Regions from separate parts of the Mus musculus genome. Here all the other regions are linked to region 6. A link is a contact called in public Micro-C and promoter capture Hi-C data. All regions are on one chromosome and are shown on one strand. The core of a region is the stretch at or near the end of the contact, and the rest is flanking DNA. Distances in the headings are between cores, read along the strand shown. Region 1 overlaps Wdpcp (WD repeat containing planar cell polarity effector). Region 2 holds the start of Fam161a (family with sequence similarity 161, member A). Region 3 holds the start of Commd1 (COMM domain containing 1). Region 4 holds the start of Xpo1 (exportin 1). Region 5 holds the start of Ugp2 (UDP-glucose pyrophosphorylase 2). Region 6 holds the start of Ehbp1 (EH domain binding protein 1).

The links. A called contact is a pair of places that touch in the nucleus more often than the background predicts. Capture Hi-C pulls out chosen DNA fragments and counts their contacts.
Region 1: a Micro-C map of embryonic stem cells shows a contact between it and region 6, with 4 times the contacts expected there. The contact joins the enhancer-like site here to the promoter of Ehbp1 in region 6. A contact is called at or near these places in 1 of 39 promoter capture datasets (embryonic stem cells), 1 of 484 Hi-C or Micro-C datasets (embryonic stem cells) and 2 of 115 datasets of contacts at active chromatin or transcription factors (astrocytes and forebrain).
Region 2: a promoter capture Hi-C map of adipose tissue shows a contact between it and region 6, with 5 times the contacts expected there. The contact joins the promoter of Fam161a here to the promoter of Ehbp1 in region 6. A contact is called at or near these places in 3 of 39 promoter capture datasets (the 3T3-L1 cell line, liver and pre-B cells), 2 of 484 Hi-C or Micro-C datasets (CD4 T cells and embryonic fibroblasts), 3 of 115 datasets of contacts at active chromatin or transcription factors (embryonic forebrain, extraembryonic endoderm stem cells and large pre-B cells) and 3 of 9 other capture datasets (adipose tissue, liver and macrophages).
Region 3: a contact with region 6 is called in a promoter capture Hi-C map of liver. The contact joins the promoter of Commd1 here to the promoter of Ehbp1 in region 6. A contact is called at or near these places in 16 of 39 promoter capture datasets (the 3T3-L1 cell line, 3T3-L1-derived adipocytes, the C10 cell line and 11 more), 23 of 484 Hi-C or Micro-C datasets (B cells, CD4 T cells, CD8 T cells and 14 more), 17 of 115 datasets of contacts at active chromatin or transcription factors (SST interneurons, VIP interneurons, astrocytes and 12 more) and 4 of 9 other capture datasets (adipose tissue, embryonic stem cells, liver and 1 more).
Region 4: a promoter capture Hi-C map of adipose tissue shows a contact between it and region 6, with 3 times the contacts expected there. The contact joins the promoter of Xpo1 here to the promoter of Ehbp1 in region 6. A contact is called at or near these places in 8 of 484 Hi-C or Micro-C datasets (the Ba/F3 cell line, CD4 T cells, cerebral cortex and 4 more), 4 of 115 datasets of contacts at active chromatin or transcription factors (SST interneurons, cardiomyocytes, embryonic forebrain and 1 more) and 2 of 9 other capture datasets (adipose tissue and liver).
Region 5: a Micro-C map of embryonic stem cells shows a contact between it and region 6, with 8 times the contacts expected there. The contact joins the promoter of Ugp2 here to the promoter of Ehbp1 in region 6. A contact is called at or near these places in 2 of 39 promoter capture datasets (embryonic stem cells and hippocampal neurons), 1 of 484 Hi-C or Micro-C datasets (embryonic stem cells) and 1 of 115 datasets of contacts at active chromatin or transcription factors (bone marrow-derived macrophages).

Annotation. Positions count from the first base shown.
Region 1 is chr11:21,633,494-21,636,999 of GRCm38.p6, reverse strand. All of the region lies in intron 1 of Wdpcp (WD repeat containing planar cell polarity effector), which reads right to left. Among named protein-coding and RNA genes, the nearest start is that of Wdpcp, 63 kb to the right of the region's middle. Within about 2 kb of position 2,244, at least 4 of the 459 cell types and tissues checked have an H3K27ac peak or open chromatin away from gene starts, as enhancers often do. A contact at or near this core is called in embryonic stem cells, where this site is marked.
Region 2 is chr11:23,006,755-23,009,989 of GRCm38.p6, reverse strand. Fam161a (family with sequence similarity 161, member A) reads right to left here and starts at 1,643. Exons shown (of 5, transcript NM_001363283.1): 1 at 1,364-1,643.
Region 3 is chr11:22,980,144-22,983,768 of GRCm38.p6, reverse strand. Commd1 (COMM domain containing 1) reads left to right here and starts at 1,485. Exons shown (of 3, transcript NM_144514.2): 1 at 1,485-1,690. The coding sequence starts at 1,514.
Region 4 is chr11:23,254,142-23,257,686 of GRCm38.p6, reverse strand. Xpo1 (exportin 1) reads right to left here and starts at 1,646. Exons shown (of 26, transcript NM_001035226.1): 1 at 1,527-1,646; 2 at 970-1,043.
Region 5 is chr11:21,369,267-21,372,808 of GRCm38.p6, reverse strand. It overlaps Ugp2 (UDP-glucose pyrophosphorylase 2), which reads left to right and starts at 2,180. Exons shown (of 10, transcript NM_139297.6): 1 at 2,180-2,622. The coding sequence starts at 2,604.
Region 6 is chr11:22,285,286-22,288,809 of GRCm38.p6, reverse strand. It overlaps Ehbp1 (EH domain binding protein 1), which reads left to right and starts at 2,015. Exons shown (of 25, transcript NM_153078.4): 1 at 2,015-2,128; 2 at 2,936-3,322. The coding sequence starts at 3,219.

The DNA.
Region 1 (3,506 bases), core at 995-3,494, 650 kb after region 6:
CTTAACAGATTTAACACAGGCATACATCATCAGGGCTTACAAATGCTAAGAATTTCCTAATGAAGTTAGGAAACTATTATGATCATGTTTTGACCTAAAACCCCAACAATGATCAATAAAAACATCCTATGCCTTAGAACCTATACACCATACCATTTCCAAAGCGTAAACAGCGAACATCTTTGGAATTCTGTGGCAGCTGACAACCACTCAGTGCATGTCAGTTTCCCTCTGTTAGTATTCAATGGCCATAAAGTTATGAGTCTGACTTCAGTAGCAGGTAAGGAGAAACAAAAAGTTATCAGTTTCTTGGGTATCGCTTCATCTTTTAATTATTTGCAGTTTAGTCTAACACATAGTTGCATAGTCTACTAAATACCAACAGCTAAGCCACCTTGGTAGGAACCTAACTCAAGATATGAAAACTCTCAGGTACCTGTCCTTGAAGAAGACCTACCTTAGTGAAGGAGGGTGTAAGGAGAACAACATGCAATTCCATCACAGTATAGCAAACAAAACAGCCATGTCCAGGAGGGGAGACGTAGGCAGAAAGTTACTCCTGGATGGTAACATGATCTCAGTCACTAAAGAAACAGATTCCCATTTTCAGAACCTGCAATTTCTTCAAAGAAAACAAACCATAAAATGTATATAAATTCATTATATCTCCCAAGTTCTTGTGACTACTGTTTACATTTGACAGTTTTTTAAAAATGTACATATCTTACAATAATGTGTATGTTTATTATAGTGAAGGTTTTAACCAGAACTTGCTATTAACTCAACAATACCTTACTGCTAATGGTAAATCAGAATTAAAGAAATGTCATATGCTTGGTTTCCTTTGGTAGAAAAACTAGCTCTAAGTGACTTGGCAACATATCCAAATGAAGATAGGGAGAGGGCATGCAGATACTTTGATATATATCCAAACTCACATGAAAATGACAATAAACAATCAATTAAGAGGGAAACCCTCTATAAAAATACAAACAGTGGAAGAAATAAATAAAACACCCCAAGAATTCAAAGTGGAAATATATAAATAAAACACAAACTGAGGCAAATACTGTCAGGAAAGGGAAATAGAATAGTTATTAAGTGGGGGCACTGGAAGGGATCAAGAGATAGGGTAAAGGGAGAGTACAGAGATAGATAGCTAAAATTATGGGGCATTTGAGGAATAGTATGGGAACCTAGTACAGTAGAAGCTCAGATTAAATAGACAGACAGACAGACAGACAGACAGACAGACAGAAGATATCATTGCTGAAGACCTTAGAACACTCAACCCTAAATGAGATATCTCTATCAAATCCCTCCTTGGAGCTCAGATAACACTGCAGAAAGGGAGACAGAAAGAAAACCAGAGGGGATGGAGGACACCAAGAATAAAGGCCCTCTGAATCAACATGACCAAAACTCATATGAACTCACAGAGACTGGAGCATCATGCACAAGGACTGCATGGCTCGGCACTTACTAGGTCCTCTGAACAGATTTTATGGCTTCCAGTTTAATGTTGTTATGGGATTCCTGGGCATATGAATAAGTCATTTTTTTGTGCCTTCTCTTGGTCTCTTTTCCTCCTCTTTGGTTTATCTCATCCTATAGAAGCCTGTTTGTTTTCTAATGAGAGACCGAAAGGAAGGAGACCAGATTGGGGGGGGGGGGGTAGAGGATGGGGGCAGTGGGAGGAGAAGAGGAAGGAGAATGTGTAATCAGGATATATTTTTTCCACAAATATACTTTATTATATAGCAAATCATAGCATTTGAATAGGCATAGATGAGTATTTAGTGAACGCTAACATTGGTTCCCAATTCAAACATAAATAAAATAGGAATAGAACAGAATTCTTTATTGTTCATTTTTGTTGACAATTATTTGTCCTGTTACATTAAATTTTCACTTTTATTGTAACAAATTTTTAGTTCCCACAGATGGTAGCAGATAATGGTTACACCATCCATGCGAGACAGAACCAGCTAAAGAACACAGAGACCTACATGAGATCTCCAAGTTTCCCAAGACCATGAGTGATCTAGTTCAAAGCTAGGCCTCTCTCTCTCTCTCTCTCTCTCCCCCCCCACCCCCCCACCCCCCCCCACCCCCCCACCCCCCCCCACCCCCCCAGTGTTCCTGGCCAGCTTCCTCCCAGATCTCCCTGTCTCTCTCTCTCTCAGGCTCTGCAGCCCCTTGCCTTTGATCGGTGAATATGCTAATGACTCTGCCCAGCAGCACAGAGGCAGCACCTGCTCTAAACTCTCTGCCTCCTCAAATGGCAGTGGTGCCCTGAGCTCTGTCCCTCCCTCCCTGCCATAGTCCTGCATGTGAGCGACCAATGGACCCAGGCCCTGACAGGAGCACAGGAGACAAAGAAAGGTTGGCGGGTGGGCCAGCAAATGAGGTGGTGGGCCAGCAAACATGGCTGCCTGCAGAAGCGCTACGTGGGCGGGTGGAGGTAATGTGCCACCGGGCCAGACAGCCACCTTAGCTAAAAAGCCTCTCACTTAACCCTATATGTTAAACTTTCACCTTCTGCTTTCCTAGAAAAAAACAAAGGGGGAAGTTAACTGCAGGGTACAACGTACCCCACTCCCAACTCCCCCCTCCATCCAGCTAAGCCTGTGAAAACTGCACCAGAAGCTGTGCTCCCCCTACAGGAACACCTGAATCGTGCTTTTCAACCCAAAATTTCTTGCTTCTTTATTTAAGTGCTTATTTTCTCTCTAGTATTCATGATATATGTCCAAAATTTTTTTCAACATATTTAAAATTTCCTTTAAGGTTCAAAACTCATCCAATCCTTACCAACCAGTTTCCTTTTAAAGACAAACTGTTATCTGCCTACCCCAGATACACAATTAACATGATATTTTCTTCCTCAGCCATCCAAAACGGACCATGATGTGCTTCTAAGCAAACCATTGCAGGCATAACTTTTGCTATCCACCCTATGCAGACATACTCTACTGGTGTTTTGCTCCGTTGTTACAATTACTCTACAGGTCTGTCTCCACATACTACCTACTGCCACAGATCCACCTGAGCCAGCGCCATCTCCTGAGACCTACAGACAACAAAGCTGCCTTCCTCCAAAAACCTCATCTGACTGAAGACTCCCGAGACATACAGTCTTGGGACCTTCCAGCTACAGATGAACTCTCTTGCCAAAGCCAAGTAGCTGATGAACTTGGGGAAAGTTACACGATAGTGAGGAAAACGTAATGTCTATCTAGATTAAATAATTGCTGTTCAAAACTGATGTTACTACCCTCAAATTGTACTACACATGGAGCAATTCATTGATTGTACAATCTCTTGCTCTCTCTTACTCTCTTGTTCTTACTCCCCTTACTCTCCTCTCTTCTCTCCTCACCTTTCTCCTCTCTCTTCCTCTTACTCTCTAGCCTTTCTTCTCTCTTTCTCTCTCCCCCTCCCTTCCTCTTGGCCATGGCTGGTCTCTCCCTCTTTTACCTTTTCTCTTCCCCCCTGCCTTTCTA
Region 2 (3,235 bases), core at 394-2,893, 720 kb before region 6:
CTCTACATAACCTTGAAACATTTGCTACAGGCCAGGCCTGGGGCCCCATACGCTTAATCCCATTACTTGGAAGGTGGAGGCAGGAGGATCAGGAGTTTAAGGTCATCCTTAGCCACAAATAGCAAATTTGAGGCAATCCTGGACCAAAGGAGTCACTGTCTAAAATAAAACAAAAAAGCCGAGGATGTAGCTGTTGGTACACCACTTGCCTAGCAAGCACAAACCCTTCGGCCCACCCCAGCACTGCTAAGGAACAGGGTGTCGAGGGAGCGAGTGCCCGTCCTGGTGCTTTATCCCAGCAGAGTGCTGGTTTAAGTCCAAGGTTCCCGGCTTTTAAAGTGAATAAAAGCTGGGCGTTTTTATTACACACCTTTAAACTCAGGAAGCAGAGGTAGGCAGAGCTCTGTGTGTTTGAGGCCAGCCTGGACTACACAGAGTGAGTTCCAGAACAGCCAGGCTATGTCTCAGAAAACAAACAAAAATTTAAAAGGATGCTAAGATGTTTTAACTGTTAAGAGCACTTGCTGCTCTTGCAGGGGACCTGGGCTTGATTCCCAGCATCCATATGGTAGCTCACAACTCTCAGTAACTCCCAAGGCACACATTCATACACATAAATCTAAAAACAAACACACAAAATGAATAGAACAGATGAAGGAGAGGGGGTGGTTACATTCAAAATATACTGTATGAAATTTTTAAAGAATAAAAGCATTGCTGGAGAGATGGCTTAGTGGTTATAAGTACTGGTTGCTTTTCCAGAGGTAGAGATTATGTGTGTGTGTGTATAATCTCCTCCTCCATATATATCCTTCTGCTAGAAACATATAACACATCCAGGACATAATACTGAAAATGTTTTGTGAAAAGATCTCACTGCACCCATATCATCCCTTTAGGGAACTGGGATTTCGGCGGTTTGTTTATCTGGATGCTTCTCTACATCTGGAGCATCTGTCCACTGAACTTCAAACACGGTTTGCTAATGGACTGCTAAAATCCACTCCTAACAAAAACTGATAAAACACACTTGTCAGTACAACTTATCATCTGAAAGTTGATCTTTTATGAAAACTATGGGCACATCAGTTGTCTTCGGGGGGGGGGGGGGCAAAAATAAATGTAAAAATCAGAACTAAAAAATTATTTATTCCCAAGATATACTGGAGAATAAATAGGAAGTAGAGTTCTGTTCTTTGCATACTCTAGAAATAGCTATAAAAAAACCACTCTCCAATAAAGTTTTGCAGCAACCTTTAGTTGGGGCAGAGAGCAGGGAGGGTCTACAGAGGACACCGCATTTCCACCCGTCCTGCCCGAGACGATCGGACAGCCCTCAGACCCCTCCGGGCTCTCACATTACCGACGCCCGCATCTGCCACACTTTCTTCTGTTCCTCCTCCTCCATGGCCGCCGCCAACCCCGCTGCTACCAAGGACTCTAAGGAGTCTTCGCTTTCGTACTGGGCGACCCTTGCTCCGGTGATGGGATTTGCAGACAGGAGAAGGCTGGCTGCCGCCAGTCTGGCCTCCTGGTGCGGCGAAGCCATCGCCCCGCCTCCAAGCCCAAGCGCCCGCGCCCGCCCAGGGCGGCGTGCAGGCGCTGCCACCTAGCTCACAGATCCTGGCTTGGGGCGAGCGGTTACTAGGGGCTCGGTTACTAGGGACGCTACAGGAGGTGGCGACGGACCATAACGCACGCAACGTCCTTTTTCACTGTCACAAATGCGAACCCCGAGTCCAGCTAGTGTCTAATGATGGTTTCTGATACAAGCCTGCGGTTTCTAGAAGCATAACTGTCTGAAGCTACACAAACGACTACCACAGCAAGCTAAAGTAAAACGCAATCTTCAAGCTAATTGCTCAATGGGAGTCTCACCAGCGCCGGAACAATTACTGATTCACTTGAATGACACCCAGGTCTCCGGCAAGGGACTGAGCTTTTCTCTGGTTTCTAGCTTTATTTCTGTCTAACTACCTAAACGAGAACTTCTCGCGGTATACGGACTTAAAGCAGAAAGCGCGTTTTAACTAGCTGGATCAACATATTAGGGCACAGAGGGACAGGAAGGACCGGGTGTTGGGTGACCATCCCAAGAAAAGAACAGGCTTTGCAGCGCGCTATTCAACATGGCGGAGAACCCAGTTCATCTCTAATTGACAAGAACCAGCGGGTTGACCAATCAGAAGGAGAATACTTATTTGTCCCACCCTCTTTTTTCTCGACTGACCAGTAAGACACTAGACATAGGAAGTGTCTGTCACTCAGACCAGTGAGTGAGATGTGGTAGCTTGTCTAGCGGTTCTGCAGCTAGCTTAGCGGCAGATTAGAGGGGGCGAGAGCCTACAAGGACCACACCCTCCCAGCTCAGCCCTGCCAACCTCCTGATCGGCCTCAGGTTTTTGGCCACTTTGGATGCTTTTTCAGTGAACTCTCAGCCACCTGCAGCATAACACTTTACTTAGAACCCCAGCTAGCGCCCCTGTCCCCACCCTAAGGTTCCAGTACTTTCCACGTTATGCGGCACACCTTCCACAGAACCTGTTTCTGACGCAGTTGTTACCACCCCTTCCTTGTTCCCCTCTGCGAAGCACCTATCACCTTACCTTCCCTGCCTCCTGTTTCAAAACGGTTGAGCTTGCCTTTTCCAACGGAACTGATGATGGATACTGGTTGGTTCTGAAAAGCTAGATGTGGGGAGGGATCCATAGCCATCTGAATGAGAGAATAGTGACTTTCTGCCAGCCACATGCAACTAGTTCTGTGATGGGACTTGGTGTAAACAAGACCTATTGACAGACTGAAGCCCTGTAAGTGGGATGGTTTTAGGAACATGAAATAGTAAATAATGGATATGAAGGACATCAGTGTGTACATAGAATAGGAAAGTTTCGGCTGACAGTATTCTAAATTTGCAGATATCTATTAACACAGCTTTTAAAAAAAAGGTAGATCTGAAAGAAAATGGCACCATTAAAGTGCTTTTGCAGGCCAGCCAGTGGTGGCGTATGCCTTTAATCTTAGCACTTGGGAGGCAGAGGCCGAGGCCAGCGGATTTCTGACTTGGAGGTCTACAGAGTGAGTTCCAAGACAGCCAGGGCTGTCTTGAAAAACAACAAAAAAATTGTAATATACAAGATAGTGAAATGAATAATTATGAATTCTGACAAAAATGAATGCCCATGGAATCACAGGACAGATACACAGAGAAAACGAACAAACGTATATACCAGTT
Region 3 (3,625 bases), core at 236-2,735, 700 kb before region 6:
GTGCTTAAACACACTGCAGTTCATAGTCTATTATACCATTTTCCTTTATTTTAATTTTTTTTTTTTTTTTTTTTGGTTTTTCAAGACAAGGTTTCTCTGTGTAATCCAGGCTGGCCTCACACTCAGAGAATGCCTCTGCCTCCCAAGTTCAGGGATTAAAACCCAGTATGCTATTTTTATTTATTTATTTTGGTCTTTTTGAGACAGGGTTTCTCTGTATAGCCCTGGCTGTCCTGGAACTCACCTTGTAGACCAGGCTGGCCTCGAACTCAGAAAACTGCCTGCCTCTGCCTCCTGAGTGCAGGGATTAAAGGTGTGTGCCACTATGCCCGGGTTTTTATTTTAAATTACAATTAGCTTATACTAATTTTTCCAATTGGGAGCTAATTTACATATTGCAAAACTGTCTTTTAGTGTATACAATTCACTGTGCTTTGGTAAAGGACAAAGCCGTGTAGTTATCACCAGTGGCTGCTCATAGGCATTTTCATCATCTGAAAACAGACTTTGTACCCATTATGTCATTTCCTATTCTTCCCTCCTTCAGTCCTTGACAACTGGATTTTTGTATGGATTTGCTTAATTTAGCAGTAAATAAGATTGTCCAGTTGTCTTTCATGTCTGGCTTCATTCGTTTCACGCATTTTTTTTCTTTTTTTCTTTTTAATTATGTAGGCCTGTCTGTGCACATGAGTACATTGCTGGTGGAAGCTTTCAATTTCTGAGGTTGGAGTTACAGGAGGTTGTAAGTCGCCTAAAGCGAGTGCTGGAAACTGAACTTTGGTCCGCTACAGGAATAGTATACATTCTTAACCATTGAATCTGTCCAGCCCTCATTTAGCACATTTTAAAGGTTCACCTATATTATAGTATCATGCTACACGCTTATTATAGCTGAATATAAGTAAGGGTTTTTTTTTGGGTAATTATGTAGATAAGTATTTACTAATGCGATTCCACTTTAAGAATGAAAATAAGGCTTTGAAAAATAGTGGTTATAGAAATGGAGACCAGACTACTGATAATGGCTAGAAAGACAACGTACGGGTATACACAAAGGAATTAATGCAAGCAAAGAGATCATGTCCTCATGAAGTAGCTACATTTGGGGGGCGTGGGGAAAAGATTATAGAGCTTAGAACTGAGTAGTAGGCACTGCTCATTTAATTGCAAGCTGTAGAATGAGATACAGCCATCGAAGAATTAAGGTGGCATTCTTACGGAGTTACAGTTAGGTATCTCCAGCCAGCGATCGTTCCTTTGAGTGCGCATTTGCACATCGGAGTGAAGAAGGAAACAACAAAAACACAGTGACTCTAAAGGAAACTGAGTGGATTTGGCTGTGGTGGAAGTAGTGGATGTGTGTGGCAGAGCAAACGAGAGAACTGTTTATATCGACTAGTGGAGGAACCCGGCATCGCGTTCCGTGGCTGCCTTTGCCAGCTTTTATGGCCCTTCTCGGCCCCCGTAGCGGACCGGAGCTCAGCCGCTGGGCGGCAGGCCCTCCTTAGCCATGGCGGGCGATCTGGAGGGTGGCAAGTCCCTGAGCGGGCTGCTGAGCGGCCTAGCGCAGAACGCCTTTCACGGACACTCGGGTGTCACGGAGGAGCTGCTGCACAGCCAACTCTATCCGGAAGTGCCACCGGAGGAGTTCCGCCCCTTCCTGGCGAAGATGAGAGGACTTCTCAAGGTACGGTGGTTCCGCCGAGCAGCCCTGCCCTCCTCGCAGCCTCAGGCCCGCCCCCAGCCTCGGGTGCTGCTGTCTTTGGGCGCTCAGCGACCCTCCTGAGCCGTGGAGGTCGCTCTGTTGCGCCCTTGTTTTAGGGACACATAACGGTGAAAACATTGATTTTTTTTTCTCTCCCTCAAGACTTTCTGTGTCTGTAGTATAGATAAGTTTCGAGTTTTTTTCGCCTCGGACTTTGATGTTGCACCGGGCGTTGTAGTGCACTCCTTTAATCTGTGCACTTGGAGAGGCAGAGGCTGGCAGAGAGTTGTGTGAGTTCGAGGCCAGCCTGTTGCACAGAGTTCCAGGGCAGTCAGGGCAATGTGGTGAGACCCTTGTTTAAAGAGAGCGAGAGCGTGCTTGCCAGCTTTCCTGGGTTGTGGAAGTTGGGGAGCGTTAGCATGAGGTGGTTGGTGAGATAAAGGATTGATTAACTGGAGTAAACACCATTAAAGCAGTCGACTCTATGATTTCCAAATGGAACGAAGTATACATCAGACTGTCTCATGAAAACTATTAGAGGGCAACATAACAGGTGAAATTAACTAAAAAGATTTATTTTTATTTTATGTGTATGGGTGCGGTGCCTGCATGTGCACTGGTGGTTGGAACGGTTATAGGCCACCACATGGGTGCTGGAAACCCGGGTCTTCCTCAAGAGCATTATTAGGGCTCTTCTAAGCAGTCTCTCCAGTCCCCCATTCCACCTGGGGTTTGAGATAGGATCTCTTGTAGCCCAGACTAGCCTTGAACTCACGTGTAGTTGATCCACCTTCCACTTCCCAAGTGTTAGAATTTCAAGCAGCTACCACCATCTCCTGCTGTGACCTCTGTGTGTGTGGGTGGCATGGGGTGGGGTACCTTGCACTATCTCACTCTGTGTGGGGGGTGGCGTGTGGGGGGATACCTTGCACTATCACTCTCTACCTATCTTTCCAGACAGAGTCTCTCTCTCACTGTACCTGGAATCCAGTCTCACTGACTGGCTAGAGCAGCCAAGAACTCAAGAGATCTGCTTGTATTTGCTCTCCCAGAGCTTGGGTTACAGAAATAGGGGACCATGCCCAGCCTTTTCATGGGTGCTGGAGAATCAGAACCAGGCCCTAATTGAGCTATCTGCCCAGCTGGCAGCTGGTTCCTGTGACTTTTTTTTTTTTTTCCCCTTGGGTAAGCTGTTATAACTAAAGTGTATTCAAGGTATCTATCATTTATGTAATTACTATTCAATGTATTGTTTTCACAAAGTCTTTATTTTCTGTGTATTGAAGTTTTGCCTGCATGTGTATCTCTGAATGTGTTGGAACTTCTGATGCTGGCGTTACAGACAGTGGTGATCTGTCATGGGGATGCTGGGAATTGAATCTGAATTCTCTGAAAGAATGGCCAGTACACTTAACTGCTGAGCCATCTCTCCAGCTCCTTCACAAAGTCTTTAAAATATGATGTGCATTTTACATTTAAAACATTTTAGTTGCAACTAGCCACATTCGAAATGGTTAAAGTGGCCATATGTGGCTAATGACCACTGTATTAATTCTGATTACAAGCCATGTGGCAGCTTACTCTAGTCTGTCACTCCAGTTCTAGATCTAGCACCTTCTGGTCTTCATGGCCTCAGCTACTCATACAGTGCACTTATATATATGCAGGCAGGCCACTCATACACATAAAATAAAAATCAATACACCTTTAAAAGGTGAAGTGGATGGTGAGGGAGGCAACTCCCTAGGAAAACGCTTGCCGTGAGAGTAGGAAGCCCTGAGTTGGATCCCGGTTCTCAGATAAATGACAGGCATGTTTGGAACCCGGCATTTGTGAGGTGGAAAAAGGCAGATGTTTAGACTTCACTGGCCAGTCGGCCAGCCTAGCCAATTAGTGAGCTCTGGGTTCCGTGAGACC
Region 4 (3,545 bases), core at 397-2,896, 970 kb before region 6:
ACAAAAGACTGCTACTCCGTGTGTGGGCAATCGCCTGCTTCATTCAGTAAGAAACACACGCCTCACTAGGAAGGGACCGCCCTCCCCTGGCTTCCCACCCGAACGACTCTCAGCACTTCTAACTATAGCTCACAGGAGCACGCACTCACCCCGCCCATACTCGGAGGAGGCATTTAGACCCGGCGCCTAAGTTCACCGCCCTATTCTCTATGCAGCATGTCCTCTGAGTGATCCGAGGTCCCGCCTCGGCGAGTATTCAGTGCATCCTCTACCACCACTTCCTCTCCTACACCGCAAACTCAAGAAACCAGAAGGAGGAGCAGGGAGGGCATCATTCACTGTCCACGGCCAGCAGTACACGGTTTCACCAAGACATATATGCCCCGGGCGAAAACAACCTACAACACGGAACCCCAACTGCAGGCCCCCGAAAAAAAGAAATTAACTCCTCTTTCCTACTTCTTGTTATACACACACTCACAAAACCAACAACAACAAAAATCACCCACAAGGCTTTCGAGTTTCTTCACATAAGAAGGGACTCGGTAGCCCCTCCCTCCCCCATCCCAAGCTCTCCACCGAGGGGGCCACGTGATGCAGGCGGACGTTTCAATGCTGCTGCACTAAATATTTCTGGAAACTTCCACTCCTAATAATTTACAGAGACGTTCCCGAAATCACCCCCGACTCTCCCCAGCCCTTTGGACTGGGGAAGCCCTTCCACCCACGCGCAGGGGCTCAGCCTCACTACCACGCTCCTCGCCTTCCTCCACCGCCACCCGCACACGAAGATGACCCAGCAAGCGCTCCCCTCCCGCGGCCGCCTCCCCACCTCCATCACCGAGCGACAGAAGCGCTTCCATTCAATCTCAGGCTCCGCCGAGGGCCCCGCGCCCGCCGCCCGCCTCGCCTCATGCCCGCCGCGCCGCCGCCGCCCGACCCTCGGCCCCGAGCACACGACCGACTTACCCAGAAATTCAACCAACTGCTTCTTCCTTCCTTGTCCGGGCTTGGGGCGAGGGAAGGTGGGGAGGAGGGAGAGGGGAGGAAATCAAGGTGGGTTTCACAGTTTTCCCACCTTAAACAAAAAAGAAATTAAAAAGCAGAGAAGGGCAAAAAAAAAAAAAAAAGCTCAGTATTTACTATTCTAGGGACAACTCCACCCAACACACACTCACGCACACACACGCGCGCACGCACACACACGCGCCCCACCAAAAAGGGGAATTAATCCGAGAAATAAATGCTCCCGCCCGGCTGGGGAGGGAAGGAAGGGGGAGGGGAGCGGGCCAGTCCGTGAGACAGAGCCCAGGACCCTCCAGCCACAGGCGGCGGCGGGAGCAGCAGCGCGAGTCCGTACGGCCGGGGCCGCTCTGCCGCCAGTTGCAGTCCGGCTCCCCCTACCACACAGGGCTCCCTCGCTCACGCCGCTCCGGCGCCGGGCCCCCCCACCCGAGCTAGCCTAAACTTTCCCCCCTTCGCGTGCTCCTCAGCGACTGGTGCCTCCCCCCTCCCCCTCGGGATGGTTGCACGACTGCTGCAGCAAAGGCTGGAACAGGCACGGCCGCCGGGGCTGTAGCTACTGTTGCTCTTGCTGATGCTGAAGCTCCCGCTGCTCCTGCCGCGGCCGCTGCAGCCGCTTCTCCCCCTCCTCCTAGTGCCTCAAACTCGGAACCGGTTGAAACCGGTTCAGACTGGGAGATTCCATCTCGGTTGAGTTTTCAGCCCATGGCGCCGCGGAGCGTTTGGAACCTGGGCCTCCGCCCCCAGGCCGCGCGCCCATTGGTCGGCCCCGGCCACAGCCGCGCCATCAGCCTACCTCTTATTGGTCGGAGCGCCCGTCAATCCCACCTCAAGGCTCCACACGAGCCTGCCGCTTAGGCCCCCGCCTCTTTCCAGCAGTGATTTGCCCGCAGAGTGGGGGAGGGGAGGCGGGGCGGGACGCAAAGGAGTGAGGGGGGGGTGGAGGAAGAGAAGGTGGGACGTCGAACAGAGCCCAGCAAAGAGGAGAGCGGAGAAGCCTCACAGAGGATTGGCTTGAGTGAGCTGTCAGTCAAGTGCAGCCCGCCTTCTACATCCCTTTCCCCTCGAGTGGCTCCCCCTCTCGGTCCCTCGCTTGTAAGCCCGGCCTTTCCGGCTCGCCCATTGGCTGGGCGCCTTTGGTGACGGAGAGGGTGGGGTTCGCCCGTGAGCAGAAGGCAGCGCGGGTTTGAGCGCCGCGCGCGTTGCTCGTCTTTCTGCTTTCCCCCCCTCCCCGTTCCCTGGCGGCCCGCCCCCTCGAGCTCCCGCCAACCTCAGGGGCCTCGTCCTGGGGCCCCAGCATCCGCCCTTAGGATGGGGTCTGTGCTCGGAAAAGGGAGGGCACACCCTGTTTCTACATGGAAATAGACGGCCGCGAAGGACCGAAAAGAACACATAGGTGCCGGATGGTAGGCCCTGGGCCTTGGATCCGTTGTAGAGGCCTGGGTTTGGGCACCGCATGGGAACGTGAATAGCACGGGCCGAGGTTGGCATAAACGGGCGTGCAGTTTGGGCGCCTGGAAACGGTTGTCTAGTTAGTTATTGGACGAGCCTCCTTAAAAATTTAACTCTCTACCGGGCAGAGGTGGCGCATGCCCTTAATCCCAGCACTTGGAAGGCAGAGACAGGGATTTCTGAGTTCGAGGCCAGCCTGGTCTACAGAGTGAGCTCGAGGACAGCCAGGGCTACACAGAGAAACCCTGTCTCGAAAAAAAACAACAACAAAAAATTAACTCTCCCCAGACTGCTTCAACAAGAAGTTATTTCTAAAAATTAGTCCTAACACATTGAAAATCCTGTTGCTAACTTAACAATGCGTATAGACAGATTTTGTGCCAACTTCTTTTAACTTGGTGCGTGCCCTTATTATGCCACGCCCCTAGGTTAACCCATGGCTCCCAAGTGCCAGGTCAGTTTTGCTGATTAGGGTTGCTTAAAACAACCAGCAGTTGGGTGGTGGTGACAGAGGCAGAGGCAGGCAGATCTCTTGAATTCAAACAAGCCTGGACTACAGAGCAAGCTCCAGGACAGCCAGAACTACAAAGAGAACCCTATCTGGGGGAAAAACAGCCAGCAGTCCACCAAAATCGACTGGTCTGTTGTGCCACAACATTTATTAAGTCAACACAGTTGACCTGGCATATTGCACAGGCCTGAACTCCCAGCACTTGGGAAGAAGTGACAGGAAGAATAGGAATGCAAGGCCATCCTCAGCTACAGAATAAATTCAGTGTCAGCTGGAGGCAGAAGATGCTATCCCTATACACAAAAACAAATATTCGGAACACAGATCTGACACTGCTTATACATTTTCATTACCTTCAACAGTTAAAAACAATCCTACCCCCAAGGATAGAGATATGGAAATGTAAATAAACTAAGTCGAATACCTGAATTCAATGGGTATGGAAGACCTTATGTGCAATGTTCTATTTAATTCTTTATAATCTCGTGAGGAATTTATTTTGTTTGTTTGTTTGGGTCAGGGGCTGCTTGGCACAGCTCCAGTGAGGAAATGAGAGCAC
Region 5 (3,542 bases), core at 931-3,430, 920 kb after region 6:
CCCTCTCTAAAGAAATTTCATTTGCAAGGCACTATATAAACATAGCATTTAGAAATGTGGTTTCTCTGGTGCTTCTGGCCAAGAGTCAGCCCCTCACTATAAAGTTAACCACGGAAGATGGGTAATGGTTTACTTTCTGGGGACTTGTTTTAAAGTAGTGAATGCCCAACATTCTTTGTGTCCTTTGTGTCAGTAGTTACTCAATCATAAATCAAGATGCCAATTCTTAGGAACTACCAAATGTTTTTGCTAGATTTAAAGATCGTTTCTCCCCTTGTTAATCTTCTGTGGAAGTCAAAAATAACTGGCCATTCTATTATATAATAAGCCTGGGAAAGTTAAAGATTCCTTGTTGCACGTAAGTTTTTGCAGGCTGACTTACATGAGGAGCCCCAGGTCTTTGGTTCTGTTTTAGTGCTTACACTGACTGATAAATATAGTTCATTCACTGCTGGAACAATTTCTCTACTGTTCAGAGAGGATGTAGAGTCTAAGCAAAAACTCCAGAGCAAGTGTCGTTATTAAACTGACGTCATTTGTTATTTTAGAAATTTTTTTCATTTGGAGAAAGTTATTTTCTTAGCTGAGATATTTGGATGCCTAAGGTTTTTGGATTCTACATAAGCAACATGAACACTATCTTTTCCTGTGTTGTTTAATAACATTTCCATATGAACCCAAAGGACTGAATAATGAAAGCTCTCTCTTTTCTAGAGAATAATTTAGAAATTCTCATTTACCTTGGCTGAATAATGTTGTACATTTCAAACCCTTCTGGAAGTGCTTGGTTACAGAACTGACAAACCAAGTAGGGTAACGCGAGAATGTTAAAGAAGACAGGCAGTCTTACAGGCTTAAATGGTTGGCAAGACTAGCTGTGATTGGGCACACCTCAGGGAGTCCCCAGACGGGTGCCAACGTTCTGGCTTTTAACTTCATCTTTCTTTTGGAGACTTCAAGATCTATCATCAGCATCTTAAGGATAATAAGTCATTTTCACTTTGGCTAGAAAAGTAAACGCCCAATTCCAGCACAAACGTGCCCAGGAGTGGGATTCGAGGCAAGGCGAATAGTGATGGCTCTTTCTGGAGAGCCTTTATTTGGCATTCCCTTCGACGCCCCCAGGCCCTCCTCCTGTTGGTGAGCCACACACATCCCATCCCTTTACTTGATTCTGAAAAGGTTGCCTTAACCCTCCTCAAACCCTAATTGGTGGCAGAGCCTTTGGGTCCTCTTGAGAAGAGCCTGGTGTCCCTGAGGAAGGGGAGTTCAAGGTTTCCTCAACGGGCAAATTCTGGTGGAGTGCAAACACAAGCACACGCTTCGGTTTTCTCACACGCTCGTGGCATCTGCAAACAGCAAGCAGAGACAGACGTGCTTGGCACCGTGCTGCTGCCTGTGCAGCTCCCACGCGTGGGATTCCCGCCTTCGCTTCTGCGCCCGCCTCCCTCGGGCCTCGAACGCCCCGCCCCCTGCCACCTCCGCGTGTCTCATTGGCCAGGTCCTTAGGCAAACTTCGGCTCCGGACTGGCGGCTGTGCCTGTCGCTCTGAGCAGTAGGGACATTTCCGCATTGGGAGGGGGGAAGGAGGGGGAGGGGAGGTGTGTGGCGAAAGTGGGGGCTCCGGTGTCCGGAGGCGGCGGGCTGGAGGGTCAGGGGCTGCGCACGCTGGCGCCAGGCTCCAGGTGTTTGCGTGTGACGGGAGCGGAGGGGAGGTCGCCTCGGCCACGCTCGTGCAGCGTGCGAGACCTGATTCCAGGCCCCCAACTTCTCAGCCCTCGAGGGAATAGGAAGGTGGGTGTCGCTTAAGGGGCGGGCCGGGCTCCGAGCGACCTCCTTGTGGGGTCCTGCTCCGAAAGGCGTGGCCGGGGGCCGACAGTGGGGCGTGGAAGAGTAGGGGGCGGGCGGGCGGGCGGGCGAGGGCGTGTCAGGGAGGGCCAGGCCTCCCGGGGGGTCTGGGCGGCCAGGCCCGGGGGGCAGGGAGGGGGCGAGCCGGGCCCTGGTGTGGAGCGGCTGCGTAGGGGAGGGCGGCCAGTGGAGGCCGCGGGCAGCTGTCTGCCCGAGTGCGGAATTCGCAGCATCTCCGAGTCCCGGCTATTTATGGGCTGGAGAAAAGGTTGCGTTGCCCCTTCGCCGGCCTCCCCGCCTCCCGATCTACACGGGGCGCCAGCAGCTCGCCGCTGGACGGCCGCCGGCGAGGGGCCTCGGGGTGCGGCCGGGGGCCTGCGGCAGTCCTGCCCTAGAGGGCGTGGAGACCGGAGGGCGGTGAAGCGGCTCTAGGTCCGCCTCTCCATTGATGAAATTTAAGTTCGTCTGGTTTTACCTTTTCCGGAGTCTCCAGTCGTCCCCTGTTGGTGTCGGGATCGCTGAGTAGCCTGGAGTTCCCTCCCAAGCTGAGTCGGTCCCACCAAGTTTTCCGTCTTCAGGATTTTTCTTTTTAAAGACTAGTTTTGATTTTTTTTCCCCCCGAATTCTTCTTTAAGTAGTTAAACATCGGAGGAGAAAGAACACTTCGGTTGCAGGGAAGGGAGAGAGACCTTCCTTACAACGTAGATTCTAGAAATTGAAAATTATAAGCCAGATTATTTTAATAAGATCCTAAAATGTCGAGATTTGTACAAGGTAAGACATTTTGCTTTCTGTCTCTTGGCTGCTTCGTCCGATTTTGAATATTGGTAGTCTCTAAGTAAGTGGGTAGTTTGTAACTGGAAGTGTTCATTTGTGATACCGTTTGCCAGACCTTTTTGGTTAAATTGGTATTTAAGCTGCTTTGCGCCACTTATTGGGTTGGCATTTCATATACGTGTTTGTATGCCTCTGCGCCCTGCAGGGGTTATTTCTACCTTCTAAAATCAGTTTTAATAGTATTCTGACATCGTGGATAGTAATTGTAAAAATCAAAACAGGATTTTTGACTGCTGATTAATTCTTGTTCCCTTCTTGCACTCGATGATAAGTTAGTTATCTTTGTGGGACAAGGAAACCCAGAGGGCTAGGGACAGGCAGATGCGTTTGTCAAGACTAGTAGGAAGCTCTCCACTTCTTTTCTGTGTGTACGTGGATTGAGTCTCAGAGTAATTTATTGCGAAATCAGTAGTTTGTAGACACTGGAGGTCATACCAGTCAGAGAAATGACTTTGCTGCAGTGCTCTTAGCTTTTTCTTTTTTAATATAGAAAGATTATGCTTTCTTTAAATTTGAAAATTACCATTCAAATCTGTATATGTGTAAATAATGCATTTAGCAAATACCCCTCAACCAAGCTGTAGTATTGCAATTGGGTGCTGCCTTAAACTTCTGTCACAAAACTGTATAGAGTTTGCCTATAAGAAGCCTTTCCTTCCAGACCCCAGTGTGTGAAAGCTTCAGCCATCTTGCTTAATACATGCAGTAAAGTTTGCAACCGCTTCACGTGATCCTCAGTGACTGTCCATGCACCTTTCCCCTTTCCTTTTAAAGTTATGCTAGGGATGTCCATCATTTGACCCTGGAAATGAAAATGCCATACAGGCTTATGCCCCACTTTACTAACTCTTAAGTTT
Region 6 (3,524 bases), core at 766-3,265:
CACTTCTATAAATTATCCATTGAAAAGGTTTATACACACAGTACCTATTAACAAAGCAGAATGTATTACTGAGGTCACAATGGCATAATGACATCTGAGAAATCACACTCATACTCACTTTATATAGTGTATATAAAATAAAAATACATTATTTTGGTTGTCTTACATTCTAGAATTAAGACTATAGCAAAACAAGTGCTATCTATGCCATTTCCTATAAAATGTACTTTTGAATATAGCATTATTAAATCACTTTCTTTTCCTGAAAGTGAAAATGGGATTTAATACTGGGTTCAAGACTGTCTTTCTGACTCTCCTGGGTGTATTCCATCTGATTCTTGCTTCCTATACGCTGATCTCACACCCTCCTCCTTCCCCTCCTACAAAGAATCCTCCCCAGAACACCAACAACTTTAAAGTCAGTTTAACAAATTTGCCTCCAACTTTAATAAGATTAGGAATTAGTCCGAAAACAATTTGCATTTTGCCTTTTTCATGCTTGCTTCCATCTTCTTTCCAAACTCTTTGCTCATTCCTTGTGGAGGAATTGCTGAGTTTTGCTTTTTTGACTCTCGGCTCCCCTCTCTCCCCTTCCCCTTCCTTTCCCTGCCCTCTTCTGACTCCCCCTTTCTCTCATACCCCCTTTCTTAGGTACATCCCTAGCTTCCTTAATTTGACTTTACTGTTTAGTCCCGAAAAGTTGTAATTTTATTCTTCATTCTTTCTCTACACCTTAGATGTCTGTGAAACATCTAAGGCTGAAAGCAAATTTTTGTTTTTTGGATAGGATGGATATTTTCTGCCCCTTGAGAAGTCTATAGCTTTCACAGCCTCAAAAGGGATCTTGTGCTATATACTTGTGATGTCAAGGGTGTACACCTAACATCTCAGCGATCTCAGTAACCTGGATGTTGAAGCAGGAAAACCATGCTAACCTCTGGAAATACAGTTTCAGGCCATGTCAGCTGCCTCTTAATAGACGTAAACAACATTGCTCTCAAACTATTAAGTTATTTCGTCCTCTCCCTTGCCTTTAACCACCCTTTCCACATAGTCAACCACTCCCTAATCCACCCACAGCTCATACCAGAGGATAATGAGACCGCAAAGGAACACGAGAATGCAAGATTCAAAGAAATGCTGAGAATGAGGACAAGAAGAGACTGTACTGTAAACATTTATGTCCAGTTTAGCCCTCCTTGAACCTGGGGCAGGCTCCTGGCAAGGTCAGGGAAAAACTCGGAAAGAACTGAGTGAAATAAAGGCTGTGTGTGCAAAACCGCTGGCTGCTAGTGGCGCAGGAGAGGAGCAGCCAGTTCGTGGGTGGGGATGGGAGAGAATAGGAGAGAAACCACAGCACCTCAGTGTCTCTGGCAGCCGCTGGAATCAGACTCTGCTCAGTTCATACACCAGGAGCCAGAAACCCTGCCCAGCAGCCACGGCGCCTTTGACGGACAGCCACCTTCTGCAATGGCTTTCCAGTTCACTATAAACATTCTTAGTCCTCCCGCCTCCCGCTGCCCTCAACCATTCCAGGGAATGGGCGGGATCGTCCTTCGTGATTTACACTTTTTTTTTTTTAAAGAAGAAGAGGGTAGACCGGGCGGGTTCCACCTAAGGGAAAAAAAAAAACTGGGGGGGTGGATCCCCTATGACCGGCATGAAGATCTACCAATGGAGTGCCTCGCTCGTCCTAAGGCCCGCCCGCCGAGGAGGCGGGGCTCCCGCAGACTCGGCCAATGGCGGCGAGGCGGACGGAGGTTGAGCCGCCGTGGGTAGGGTTAGTGTGAGAGGTGCGGCGGGGGAGGTAATGATGGTGGTGGCGGCCGAGGGAGGCGGGGGAGGGGGATCTGGGCGCTGAACCGCGGCTCTGGCAGGGCTCGCTCGGGCGGGCGGGCCGGAGGGGGACGGTCGCTGGGCGCTCTGCCGGGGAGGGGGCGCTGCTCCGGGAGGGGGCGGGCGTCGTCCGCCCGGGAAGCTGCAGACCCCGGCTCCCGCAAACGAGCACCGCGCCGGGCTTCGCTGTTCCACGCGGCTCCAGCAGGGATGGAGGACTCGGTGGCGGTAGCTGCTTCTGAGGCGGCGGCGACCGAGGAGCGGCTCTAAGGAGGGGACAGCGGGATTAGAGGTGTGAGGAGGGCTTGGAGTGGACGAGCGGAGGGGCCGGGGTTCGGGGACCGAGGCTGGGGTCTAACAGCAAGGCTTGGGTGACAGGGACCGCAGCTGGCAACGCCTGTCTCTGCGGAGAGACAGGGGTCTGCACTCGGTGCGTGAGGAGGCGAGGCTCAGGCCGGCTGCCCCTGATGGGGGAGGGAGGCACCGCACCTCGCACTGTCCATTGGCCTGGCTGGTCATCGCTTCAAGCCCAGGCAGGAGTTTCCATTCCCCTCCTCCTGGCAGCCAAGGTGAAGGGGAAGCAAAGTGGCCTGGAGCTGGGACCTTGCCCTCTCTCTGCCGTGAGATTTCCCTCCACTGCTAGTTCTCCATCCATTTCCCTCTCCTACAGAACCAGCATTTCTCCCTGCACCCTGGTTGTGCTAAGTACATATTCAGTAGCTCGAGGCTATTCATTATCAGCTGAAAAATAAAGTTTATTTAAAAAATAACTCCTAACTGGTGGTAGATATATCAAACAGCATCCTGACTTTCCCGCCCTGTTCTTCCTTCTGCTATGCTAGGTAGGGAAGGCAGGGCCCGACTGGCATCTCTCAATTGTTGGTTCTGACAACCTGGTGTATTGCCGCCTGTCTTCGGTGTGATTTGTCATTTCTTCCTTAGTATCTTCCATCCTTGATGTTACTGGCTTTTGAGGCCGGGGTTTTGTTTCATTGTTTGAAAACCACGCAGATAGCAGAGGTTGTTTCGGTCTTATCTAACACTTCTCATGCGTCTGTCCTCATATTCTTTCTCTTTCTGTCTGTGTTTTGCTTTTCAGTTCTCCAGAACCCACGTCATATAGTCCCTGAAGTGGAATGATGATGTCTCCATGAGGGAACCTCCTCTCAGTCATCCTGTCCTGTACATCAGCTGTTCTTGACTGGGCCATTGATCTAAGATAGGATTTACCCTGTGAGACAGGGAGAAGACTTATGGACGCCAAGCATCATTTCAAGTTCTAGTTTTTGTTGAAAGTACTGACATACATGCAAGGCTCGTGTGCTTTATCAAAGCTGCTGTGTTGCTAATCCAGAACTGTTCCAGTCTCTTGGCCTATCACCATGGCTTCAGTTTGGAAGCGACTGCAGCGTGTGGGAAAACATGCATCCAAGTTCCAGTTTGTGGCCTCCTACCAGGAGCTGATGGTTGAATGTACAAAGAAATGGTAAGACGTGCTTAGGGGTAGATTAATGTCTTGTTGCCTAACCATCCTGTAGCTTGGACTGTGGGTCTTTTGGTAGCCAGTTTACCTTGCAGTGGTACACAAGTGTGTAGAAGCTGTGGACGGTGCAGATACTCTAACAAGTACTGTGTGTGCACTGTTGTTGCTGGTACTGTCTCTGTGGATTTTAATCACTCCATTTCAG